Regions from separate parts of the Mus musculus genome. Here region 1 is linked to region 2. Evidence: chromatin contacts called from public HiChIP or PLAC-seq data. All regions are on one chromosome and are shown on one strand. Each heading gives the region's core, a stretch centred on a gene start, on an enhancer-like site or on the middle of the called end of the contact. The rest is flanking DNA. Distances are from core to core; before and after follow the strand shown. Region 1 overlaps Sorbs2 (sorbin and SH3 domain containing 2). Region 2 overlaps Sorbs2 (sorbin and SH3 domain containing 2).

Region 1 (6,228 bases), core at 1,699-4,198, 190 kb after region 2:
ATGGATCCCCAGGTGGGGCAGTCTCTGGATGGCCTTTCCTTCAGTCTCTGCTCTACACTTTGTCTCTATTTTTCCTCTTGGGAGTATTTTGTTCCCCTCTCAAGGTATTTCTAAAGTGTAATGGAGTACCTTGTTATTCTGATAAGTTAGAGTCTATAGAAGCAGTCAATTTTATTAGTGTTTATCCTGATTTTAAACTGTCAATAACATTTTTCTTTGTCCTCAATTCCTGTAGGCTATAGTTGATGTATTTCTTTAAGATAAAACAATTTTATTATTTTAAGATGTTTCATTTTTGAGATATTTATATATGTATATGATAACACATAATTATATCTACCCCTCATTTTCCCTTTTGAGTGCCCCAATACCCTTACAACTTCATGTCTTTTTTAAAAAATATATAACCTACTAAATCAAGACTAAGTCAAGTTGGTACTACTCATGTATGGGTGTGGAGCCATTCCCTGGAGTATGTAAAGTCTACCATTTGCCATATACACCATAGAGAATGTTTCTCCAGCGCTTTAGAGACGCCTCTTTGGCTAAAAGTCCTTATTCTTGCAGAGGACCCAGGTTCAATTCCCAGCATCCAGATGGTAGATCACAGCCATCTATAACTGCAGTTCCAGGGGATCTGCTTTCCTCATCTGACCTCTGATAATACCAGACTAGCACATGATACAATACATACAAGTAGGCAAAATAATCGCATAAAAATAAACCAATAGGCGATTCCCCCACAGTTACTGACAATAGCTCCTCGATAGAGGGTAAGGCTTGAATAGCTTGATTCTGTGCAGGTCTTGCACAAACAACTATAGCTTCTGTGAGTCTATGACTGTAATATGTAAAGATTGTACATCACAGAACTCCTCACTGTTCTCTGGTTCTTACAATCTTCCTGTTATCTATGATATTCCCTAAGGCTTGGTGGTAACAGAATTAATATAGATATTATTGTTTAGGGCTGAACACTCAGTCTCCTATCTGTAGCTCTTTGATTTGCTACATATCTTTCCAGTGACTGCTGCTCAAGAAAAAAATAAATTCCCAGACCAAGGTTAAAAGCAGCCTAGGTCTATACATACAAACATGAATATCTGGGAAGCAATTTGACAGCATGACCATTTAGCAAATTATCAATAGCCCAAGGGCCTATGACTTTAGCCAAGGGGTATCAATAAGGATAACCATACCAGGAATTAAATTTCCTCCTATTGAACATGCCTCTAATCCAATCAGACACCATTACCCATAATGGTGATGCCGCCTTTGCCCCTTGCTTGGCAGGGCCTTATTGTAAGCCCTTCCCCAATTTGTTATGCTTTCCTTAGAATTCAGGAGTAGTTTGTGGAGGGAAACGCTGCAGATTGCAGGAGACAAATTTAATGCTGAGATAAAGTTTCCTCAAGATCTTCCTTTTCTGTTTGAATAATCCTACCTTATAGTATTGTAAGAGAATAAATACTAATGATGTTAGTCTTAACATCAACTCTCTCAGTTTAGGCAAATTATAGAACCAACTATTTCTAAAACTAACTATGATTAAGTAAATTCTTTTATTTGCAAATGTTAACATACATTGACGAGAAAACTTTTTATAAGCCTTAAAGCCTATCATAAGACATTCCATTATGATTTATTTACCTTTAACAAGATGATTTATAAGCCCTTTAATCTGTAGTCTCACAATACAGTTCCTTATCTTTTCATAGAATCAAATGTTAGAAAGATGCCATAAGATAAACGCTAAAATCACTGTTTGAGGAATTCAGGTTGCAAGATTCATTGCTTTTTTGTTGTTATCATAAAACATGTTTTTGTGAAGATTTTAGGAGACTAAATGAGGAGAAAAAAGCCTGAAGCAGTTAACATACAGACAGAAGTGTATTAACATTTTACAGACTGCTGTGATTCTGCTGGGTGCTGGCTTAATGTAATCCTGAAGTTCAAGTATGACCTTGATATGCATCAAATATTGGAATCATTGGGTGCAGTGAGAGGCTGGTGACACAGGTTGAAGTTTTGTTTTTGCAAGACACTGCTCAAAAATATCATGGCATCCAACCTGCTGACCTTGTGCATGGTTAGAAGCATTCCTTTTGAAAAAAAATTAAAAGTCTGTTAAAATGCAAATGTGTTAGCTTAATAAGAGACTATCTCATCACTTGTACTTTTAACAAAACCCCAAAAGATTAGATGTTAAGCTCTAACCCCATGCACGTAGCCAATTAACTTATCCCAATTAATGGATGACAGTTGTTATAATTGAGAAAACTAATTTCTCGTTACACTTCAAGATCAGTGATAGTCACTAATATTTCACTTACAGAATTCAAAATGAAGGTCCCAATGGGAAGTGGTAGTTTCGGGGTGCACAGAGTTGTTCTGATGTTAACTGAATTCATACCCTTGGTCAGAATCCAAAAGTAGATCAATTAATGTCTGATTTCACAAATGTAAACAAACAAACAAAAAAGGTAAAAAGTGGTGTTCACTATCAACATGTGGCAAAATTAATTCATAGGCTGCTACTTTAATGACACATGGGGCCACAATGACTGTCATTTCTTTGAGACAGGAATTCTTACAGCCCAAACTATGCTTGAATTTACTATATAATCAAGATGACCTTGGATTTCTGTTCTCCCGACCTCCACCTCCCAAGTTCTCGGGATTATGGGCTTGCATCACTGTGCTCAGCCAATGTTGACTGTTTTTGTTACATCATGGAGCACAGACTCGTTCTACTCTCTTTGAGACTGTCTGGCTCACATCTCTACCACAGTAATATTTCCAGAGTTGCCCTGGTGCTAAAAATGACTATCTCCTTGAACTTCCTAAACGGAAAAGAAACCTTGACTTCAGCACTTCACCGTACTCATTCTTTCCCCACGACTGCCCAGTGTGGAGCCATACCAGAACAAGGGCTTTTCCTCCCCGTGGGTTCCACCCTATGACTGTGTTTCCTGCCTCTGAATCACCTTCTCCTGATGGAGGCCCCTGCTGTGTCGATGAAAATGAGATCATAAACAAACATGTAAGCCCTCAAGGCAGGAAGAGTGCTCTGCAGGAAAACTCCCAAAGAATAGTGGAAATAAAGAAATTGGCTATTTATATGGGGTGGCCAGGAATGGTCTCTCTGGTAGGGTGATATGTACATAAATGTCCCCCATAGTCTTGATTATTTGGACACTTGGTCCCCAATTACTGACACTATTTATGGAGGTTTAAGAGGTGCAGCCTCTTTGGAGGGAGAATGTCCATGGGAGTGAACTTTGAGAGCTTAAAGCTTTGTCTACTTCCAATGTGCTAGCTCTGCCTGGTGCTTGTGGTTTAAAGATGTGAGCTCTCAACTTGCTACCATATGTCCCGTTATAATGGATTTTTTATTCCTCTGGAACCGTTATGCCCAAATAACCTCTTCCTTCTATAGCTTGCCTTGGCCACGGTGTTTTATGACAGGAATAGAAAAGTAACTAAGGCAGGTAGCATCTGAGCATTAAGCCGGGCGACTAAAGGACAAAGCTGGTGATAGATGGAAGTACTCTGGGCCGAGAGGAAAACGCTGGGATAGTAGTGGGCTTGGTATGTGCAAGCAACAGTGAAGTATTCCAGATCCTAGAACAGACTGGGCAGGGAGCAAGAGTGGTAGCCATGGGCCTAGAGGATGGGAGATGGGACCATGAGTTGGAGTCCTTTGAACAAAATGATTATTCTCTATCATGTTACAGCCACCTCTCTCAGAATATTCCAGAATCAGAATACAACACATGCAGGTACAAGCAGAGGAAGGGAAACCAGTCGTGAGGCACTAAAACAGTCAAGGCAAGCTAGAAGATGCTCACAGAGAAGTTAAATTTGCATAGTTGTGAGTTCTAGATATACACAACATTATAAGATTTGACCACAAATGAACATGGTAATAGCAATTATGAGTCAAATATGATGTCAATGCTTTTTGAGGCTGGAAAGCAGTAAAATTTTTGGCAGTACATTCTAGAAAGTGCTCTACCATTGAACTATATTCCTGCATCTCCAGTACCACCCTCCTCCTCCTCCTCCTCCTCCTCCTCCTCCTCCTCCTCCTCCTCCCTCCTCCTTTTTAGATAGATCTCATCGAGGCCCCAGGATGATCTGAAACTCACTCCAGAGCCCAGGCTAGACTTGAACTTGTAACATTCCTGCCCTGCCTCCTGAGTACTGATATTTCAAGCCTGGGCCACTAGATTCAGCAATGGTGATGCTTTTTACAGAGTGATAGCAGGTGGACCAAAGATCTGGGTCATGTGCCTATTTGACATGCACAAATATGTATGTAAATAGGCAGCTGTTATTCCAAGCCTGACATTCTGAGGATAGTGATTTATGAATGATCAAACAGCTACAGTTTAGCTCAACTGCCCTTTAAAAATAAAAATCTACTGACTAGTGTGATTGCCTAAACCCCAACATATGTTGAGAATTTCCATTGATCAGAATACAGAAAAGAGAGCAGTGGGGCAGAAGTAATGAGAAAATACGCTGAGGGGTAAAAATGGGAGAGAAGGTGGATGAACAGCAAGATGCTTCGTCTCCCTGCTCTACATTTGTGGTGCTTTGACTCAGAACTCACTGAGGTGATATGGTGTATACATACATATATATGTATACATACATATATATATACACATACATATACACATATACATACACATATATATGTTACTTGTCTTGCTGATGAGATGAAGTACCTGGAAAAATAATCAGTTTAAGGAAGGAAGAGGGTTTTTTTCTTGCTTTGTTTTGTTTTGTTTTGTTTTGTTTTGTGTTTGTTTGTTTGTTTTTCTCACAATTTGAAAGCATACCCTATCATGATGTGGAAGCCATGGCTGCAGGAACTTGAAGAGGTAACTGGCCATACTGAATATGAAGTCAGAAGGCTGGCAACGATGACTGCTTGTGCTCAGCTCATCTTTCTGTTTAGTGCAGGACCCATTTTTATGTAGTGTAGGACTCCTTCCCACGGAATGGAACCATGCGCATTCAGGGCAGGTCTACCAATCTCTATCTCCGTCTAAAATTTCCTGCAAAGATATGCCCAGAAGTTTGTTTCCATGGTGATTATAAATTCTAGCAAGATTAACCATCATATCGCTCAAACTGAAATATTAGCTCAACCTTTGAATTTCTACACATGCCCCTCGTTGAATTTGAAACACTAAATATCTGGAAAAAAAAAAGTCAAGGTCTATTAAACAATCACTGTTTTGTTTAATTGTAGAAGCCACTAAATTAGTTTCAGGATTATGCCAGAGTATCTAATTAGACTTACATGTATTCATTTGCAAGTTAAGAACAGAGCTGTAACTCAGTTGTGTGTCTGAGAAAACATACCATTATTTGCCTGTAGAGCCAGTTTTCTCTAAACTCTGCCAGGCAATAGGACATCTTTCTCTACATCTCTGTTGGTGCCTTCCTTTCAGTATGGGCAGCAGACAGGTACTTGCTTAGTTTACCATTGGGAGACTCCACCAGTACACAACACATACAACACATATGCATAAGACAAGGCTCTACCCATACGAGACCAACTATGCAACTCATACAGGAAACAAAGGAAAAAAAAAAACCCTCTGCTTCAGTGGTAGACTCTAGTATCCATAATACAAATACAAACATCACATATAAGGGGAAAAATAAATAATGGATAAATATAGAGAAAGCACAATTCATTTTATAATCTCAGATAAATGCAGATCTGTTTGAAAGCATATGCTTTGAAGACGTTCAACTGCTAATAAAACAATTCCTCTTGCTTATCTTATTACAGTTACATGTCATAGAAGTTTGAATGCTTGCAGTGAGCTTTGGAAAGCAAGGAACTTGGGTTTAGAGTGGAGAGACAGGATTTAGAGACATCAAAGAGACTAGAGAACAGGAACGAAAGGCTTATGTTTAAAGAAGAGTACATCAATTTTTTATGGCATTATTCTAAATGTAGGGAGGGTGTGCGTGTGTGTGTACATGTTATAATTTACTAATATGCTCCTTTCATTTCATTTAACCACTAATAAAAATGCATTCTAAAAGTAATATAATGTTACAAACACATAATTTGTTACAAATTATAAAGAGAAAGTTGCCAAAAATTATCCTTATTCCAGTACTGAAGGTTAGCCCTTCTTTTAAATCTGTTGTTTCAAGTCAGGAAAATATAAACTGCTTTATTGTAAGCTAGTTTCC
Region 2 (5,934 bases), core at 3,399-5,898:
GGCACACAATTTGAGCATTGAGGTAGAATGAGGATTGAGGAGAGAGAGGAATTTGCACACACACACACACACGCACACACACACACACACACACACACACACACACAGAATCAGAATGGCAAAATTCCTAGGTTTTCAGGACTCAGCTATGACATGTTAGCCATTTCTAGCACCTATGATGTGGCAGGCATTGAGAGTATCTGAACAGGAGTACTGTGGTGAGTACATTCTCTAGAAAAAAATGACACTGAGAACTGAAGAGGCTATGGGCCAGCTCAGAAGGCATGACTAATCTTCCAGTTGCCCTGTAAAGAAAAGATTACGTGACGGAGTAGACCAACACTACCAAGACCTGTTGTGTGTCATTTTGAAAACATACTGGCTCCTTCGTCCAGGACCTCAGACTGGGTTTCCAACTTAGCACCGAGATCGGATCAGCTGCCCCAGCCTCACTTCCAATTTACCCATTTTTCCTGGCTAGCTCCAGCTAGCTTTGCCAAGCCACCACCCTGGCTGCTTTCTTTCTCCTGCCCACCTTAGGTCCATGGAAGGAAAACATTAGCCAGCTTTATTAATTTCAAACTTGCCAGATCACATAAATACTGGCTGAAGAATCTCCTGCCCTAACCTAGCAGCCCAGCTAGCCTACTTCAACCACCTACTGGTGGTGAGGGGGCAGGGACATTTCCAGCCAGCCAAGATCTTTTTTTCTTTTCCTTTTATTGGATATTTTCTTCATTTCAAATGTTATCCTCTTTCCAGGTCTCCCCTCCGGGAACCTCTAATCCCCTCCCCCTCCCCCTGTCTCTATGAGGGTGTTCACCCACCCACTCCTGCCTTCCCGCCCTGGCATTCCCCTACCCTGAGGCATGGAACCCCCTCAGGCCCAAGAGCCTCTTCTCCCACTGATGTCCAACAAGGCCATCCTCTGCCACATATGTGGCCAGAGCCATGGGTTCCTCCATGTGTGCTCTTTGGTTGGTGGTCATGTCCCCAGGAGTTCCAGGGATCTGGCCAGTTGACACTGTTGCTCCTTCCACGGGTCTGCAAACCTCCTCAGCTCCTTCAGTTCCTTCTCTAACTCCTTCACTGGGGATCCAGTACTCAATCCAATGGTAGGTTTCAAGCATCAGCCTCTATATTTGTCAGGCTCTGGCAGAGACTCTCAGGAGACAGCTATTTCAGGCTCCTGTCATCAAGCACTTCCCAGCATCCACAATAGTGCCCGGGTTTGGTAACTGTATATGGGATGGATTCCCCAGGTGGGGCAGTTTCTGGATGGCTTTTCCTTCAGTCTCTGCTCCACACATTGTCTCCATATTTCCTCCTGTGGGTATTTTGTTTTCCCTTCTAAGAAGCACTGAAGCATCCGCACTTTGGTGTGACCTTCTTCTCAGGTTTCATATGGTCTGAGAATTGTATCTTGGATATTCCAAGCTTTTGGGCTAATACCCACTTATCAGTGAGTGCATACCATATGTGTGTGTTCTTTTATGATTGGGTTACCTCACTCAAGATGATATTTTCTAGTTCCATCCACTTGCCTGCAAATTCCATGAAGTCATTGTTTTTAATAGCTGAGTAGTATTCCATCATGTAAATGTACCACGTTTTCTATATCCATTCCTCTATTGAGGGACATTTGGGTTGTTTCTAGCTTCTGGCTATTATAAATATGGCTGCTATGAACATAATGGAGCATGTGTCCTTACTATATGTTGGAGCATCTTCTGGGTATATGCCCAGGAGTGGCATAGCTGGATCCTCAGGTAATTACTATGTACAATTTTCTGAGGAACCACCAGACTGATTTCTAGAGTGGTTGTACCAGCAGCTTGCAATCCCACCAGCAATGGAGGAGTGTTCCTCTTTCTCCTATTCCAAAGCCTGGCTGAAAGACCTGTTTCCCGATGTCCCTTTTCTTCCTCCGGGGACCTGGACGTCCCACCTTCCCAGCAATTAGCTTCTGCCTTCTTTGTTGACCAAACTGAGAGCCAATTAGGGAACCAGATTTTAGTATCTGCTCTGCAGGCCAGTGCTGCCTGACCAGCCCTTTCTCTCTTACTCTTCCATGAGTACAGCGCACTCCTCACATCTTCTTTCCATTTCCCTATCTCTTTGTTTCCTATGTAAGTGAAATGGTGGCCCATGTTTCATGGTTTAATTGGACATCCCTAATAGAGCTATTAAGTCGGGATCCAGTGGCAGAGCTTCATCACAGATGGATAGTCCTTCTCAATGCTTCTGGGATATATTTTGAATCAGGACAGACCTAAACATACATTTTAACATCATTCTCTTCATTCTTGTCCTTTGGAAATGAGAAACTCTATTCCTGGAGGTGATCACTGAAGTCTGAGTTCATGGCCTGCTGGTTCCATTGCTTTGGACTTGGGGTCAGTTGATATATCATAACAGTAGAAGCATATGATTGAGGTTACTAACTTCATCATGTCAGCCATGATGCTGAGAGGGGGAGAGAAGCTAAATGTTATGGCTCCCAGTGGTGAATCCCTAGTTGCCAACCTTTTTGAACAAAGCCCTTACCTCTCAAATTTTCTATCAGTTACCCATAATGCCACCAATTCAAGACTCTATTGATAGGTTAACCTATCACTGTGATTAATTATAATCACATCTTCGTGTTTCAAGCATGCCCCAATGATTAGATCTGTTTGCTGAAGCCCAAGCCCTCTACACCTGAACCCTACAAGGGTCACTTCATAGCCATCCTGTAACAGGGAATGCTTCCAATCAAAAACTATACAAGCTTACCTTTCATGTTCTCCAATGGTGATTTGTTTTGATTTCCAGTTATAACTTCGTTTGACCTTTAGGAGAGCAAAATAAATTTTGCTCATGTACTATACAACATCTCAAAAACTGCTTACCTCACTAGATTCTTAACTGGTTTGTTTCTCAATGATGATGGCGAAGGTGGGGGGGGGGGGTGACCTCATAAATTCCCCAAGTTAAAGTTTATATGTCTAAGGAGTCAGCTTGGGTATTCACAATGGCTACACAGCAATGAAGTGGTATCCTTCGCTGTTGGGGCTTGTCCTGCTGATCTGACCTGACATCATCCACACAGTTAGAATAGTGCTAATACACAATGGGAATGATTTATGTGCTTGATATTATTTTGAGCATGTTGGAACCCATATGTCAATAAGCATAGTGGGGCAGAGCAAACTGGTACAAAATTCAAGAAATCTCTGTTTTAAGGTGTTAGCTTTCATACATTAGTCTGTAGTTCTGAATTATTAGATAAGCAGTATTTAAACAGGAAATAATAAGTTGGAAATTCTGCATTTGCTGCAGAAACACTTGACCTTAGTAGAACAGAAGCATGTGGAAATAATAGCTGCTATGGATTAAATCCTTGTGGCTTTATAACACACACGCCTCTCCATTATTTAATTTGGCTTAGGTTTTATTCAACCACCCACTGGGCAACTGATACATTCCTCACTGGTTTCAGTTATCAGTCTATTTTGACATCTATAATTATTGGCTTTGACCCAGAGAGACAGAAACTATTTGATACATAATAGGCACTGCCAAATACAAATAACTCAAAAGTTGCTTGATTCTATTACAAACTGTCTGGAAAAGTCAAGATCAACGGCCTTGTGGATAGAGGAGTCTAGGATACACATGGAGGACTATATCAACAGTCTTTAGGGAAAAGGGACCACAGTTTGAGTGTTTGGCCTGAGATGAATGTTCACAACTTTTTTGATTTCTCTCTCAAATATTTTTTTCTATGTGAAATCACACATGAAGTTCAGAAAAATAGTAAATTTTCTAAGTTAAGGGAAATTGGATCTTCTCTATTCTTAAAGAGTAATTTTGGTTGCCTCTACCAATAGGAGTCCCTGAGTGGCTAGAAAAGTGTCTGTGTGTGTTTCTGTCCATAAGGGCTTACAAGGGTTTACACTGAGGTCTACTCCTCAAGATGGCTTTTCATATATGTTCTCAGGCAGACAGTTCTGAGTGCTACAGTAGCTATATATAGTAGCTATATGTAGTAGCTAAAGAGGTCAGGAGAAAAAAGATACAAAATCTAAAAGAGAAGTCAGCTCTGTCACTTGAATAGAGGGGGTGACCGCAGTTAACCTACCTGGAAAGGGTTGATGATGCATCTTTCCAAGAGATTGGTTTTGGGTTTTTTGGTCTTGTTTTGTTTTGTTTTTCTATAGAGGAAACTACTTTGAAGAAAAGACTTTTGATTTAGAATAAAACTAGAATCTCTGGGAAGTATGTAATCCACCAATCCAGAGATAGTGAGAGCCAAAAGCCAGTATAAAGTCAATGCGTGCATGAGGCTAAGCTTTATTATCTTTTCAGTAAGGATTCTAATTTTATATGACCTGTTTTCACCAAAGTACCACTGCAATGGTTAAATTGTGTCCATTACCTTCAGAGATATATTTTGAAATTCTAACTTTCAGTATCTCAGGATGTGATCTGTTTTTGGAAATAGGCTGGTAAGATGAGGTCATAGTGAAATAGGGTAGACTCTTAGGCCAGGGCAAGTGATGTCCTTATAAACAAAGAGAATTTTGACATAGACATACATGGGAAGAACACCGTGTAAAGACAAAGACAGAGAATAAGGTAATGTGCTTCAAGCCAAAGAATGCCAAGCATGTGTGACAAACCGGGAGAGGCAGAGAACAAATCTGTCCCCATAACCACAGAAGGAAACCACCCTTCCATAGCCTTGTCCCTAACCTTCTGGCTTCCAGAGCTATGAGATCATTTCCATTGTATAAGTCACTCAGTTTGTGTTCTTTATTAAGCAAACACACATATGTGCATACAAACTGTTAGACTCCCTAAGATCATTTAAACACTGCCCTACTTCAATAGGCTATGGTAAACACCACACTTGATAATTCTACAATAATACTATGCAAATCCTGTAATATTCAAGCAGACATAAGATCACTAGGTAGATGGTGTTTTCATCAACACATGAAAATACAATTACTCCTCAGTTTGCTCTGCCTTTGAAGTCATGGCTGGTGTAAGCCATTCTGATCTTCTCCCAGGAAACTGGTCATTAGCCTACCCAGTGATATTGAATCAGCTTAGTTTCTCTGAAAGCCCCAAGTGCCCATGATTGCTTTGACTGCCTGAGAACCAAACATGTTATTCATGTTGTAGAGATACAAAACTACCTTTTAGCAGATGGAGACATTTTAGATATATTTTGAACCAGAAGATTTCAATGAATTCTATTTGTTTTTTTTTTCTCCACAATTGCTAAACAATGAACATAGTAGGTTAATTGACAAAGTGGCATGGATAGTTGTATTTCTAGTGGGTGACAGAAATCTAGAGAATATTTTTATTAGCTTTTAGGATAAGGTATGGTCTGTCAGAACAAACCATGGTAGGACAGGATAAGCAGATATGGAGTTGGCCTCATCTAGTTTGGAACTGGGCCTTACTTGAGCTGTTGACAGAGGTTGGCCTCAGAGGCTTGCAGTGACATCACATTCAGGTGACTCTGTTCTCTTCACATTTTGCAATAAAAACTTGACACTGTCTGGGGAAGGAAGGCCACACAGTTGGCTTGGTTCAGCAGGATGTGTTCATTTGAGATAGATCTATTTTTACCTGACTTAATATTTGAATGTATCTGAATTTTTTACTTGTGTTTTTTTAAATGGAGACAGTAGTCCACTGGCCAAGGCATACAATATCATCTTCCATACCCAGAATAATGAAGATAGTAGAATGAGCCACTCCTAATTATTGGCAACTGTCAGGATGACACTGAAAGCAATGTGTGTGTCATTCTAAGATGACACCTCTTTCTGTATCTGCAGATGTCTCTGAGATTTCTCCAAGTCCTCATTAGTTAACCCTCGTTTTCCTCTTTATCTGTTGCTGTTCCTTAAACTCCTTCTCATTCCCTTTCTC

The links. HiChIP or PLAC-seq counts read pairs in DNA pulled down with a chosen protein or histone mark.
Region 1: a FOXA1 HiChIP or PLAC-seq map of pancreatic cancer cells shows a contact between it and region 2. The contact joins two enhancer-like sites. A contact is called at or near these places in 6 of 39 promoter capture datasets (the 3T3-L1 cell line, 3T3-L1-derived adipocytes, cranial neural crest and 2 more), 3 of 484 Hi-C or Micro-C datasets (the C2C12 cell line, embryonic fibroblasts and muscle stem cells) and 4 of 115 datasets of contacts at active chromatin or transcription factors (embryonic basal ganglia, embryonic forebrain, extraembryonic endoderm stem cells and 1 more).

What each region holds. Positions count from the first base shown.
Region 1 is chr8:45,717,138-45,723,365 of GRCm38.p6, forward strand. All of the region lies in intron 2 of Sorbs2 (sorbin and SH3 domain containing 2), which reads left to right. It overlaps Sorbs2os (sorbin and SH3 domain containing 2, opposite strand), which reads right to left. Exons shown (of 6, transcript NR_045739.1): 6 at 6,188-6,228. Among named protein-coding and RNA genes, the nearest start is that of Gm30635, 41 kb to the left of the region's middle. Within about 2 kb of position 2,949, at least 49 of the 459 cell types and tissues checked have an H3K27ac peak or open chromatin away from gene starts, as enhancers often do. A contact at or near this core is called in the C2C12 cell line, embryonic fibroblasts and pancreatic cancer cells, where this site is marked.
Region 2 is chr8:45,524,398-45,530,331 of GRCm38.p6, forward strand. All of the region lies in intron 1 of Sorbs2 (sorbin and SH3 domain containing 2), which reads left to right. Among named protein-coding and RNA genes, the nearest start is that of Sorbs2, 20 kb to the left of the region's middle. Within about 2 kb of position 4,649, at least 31 of the 459 cell types and tissues checked have an H3K27ac peak or open chromatin away from gene starts, as enhancers often do. A contact at or near this core is called in the C2C12 cell line, embryonic fibroblasts and pancreatic cancer cells, where this site is marked.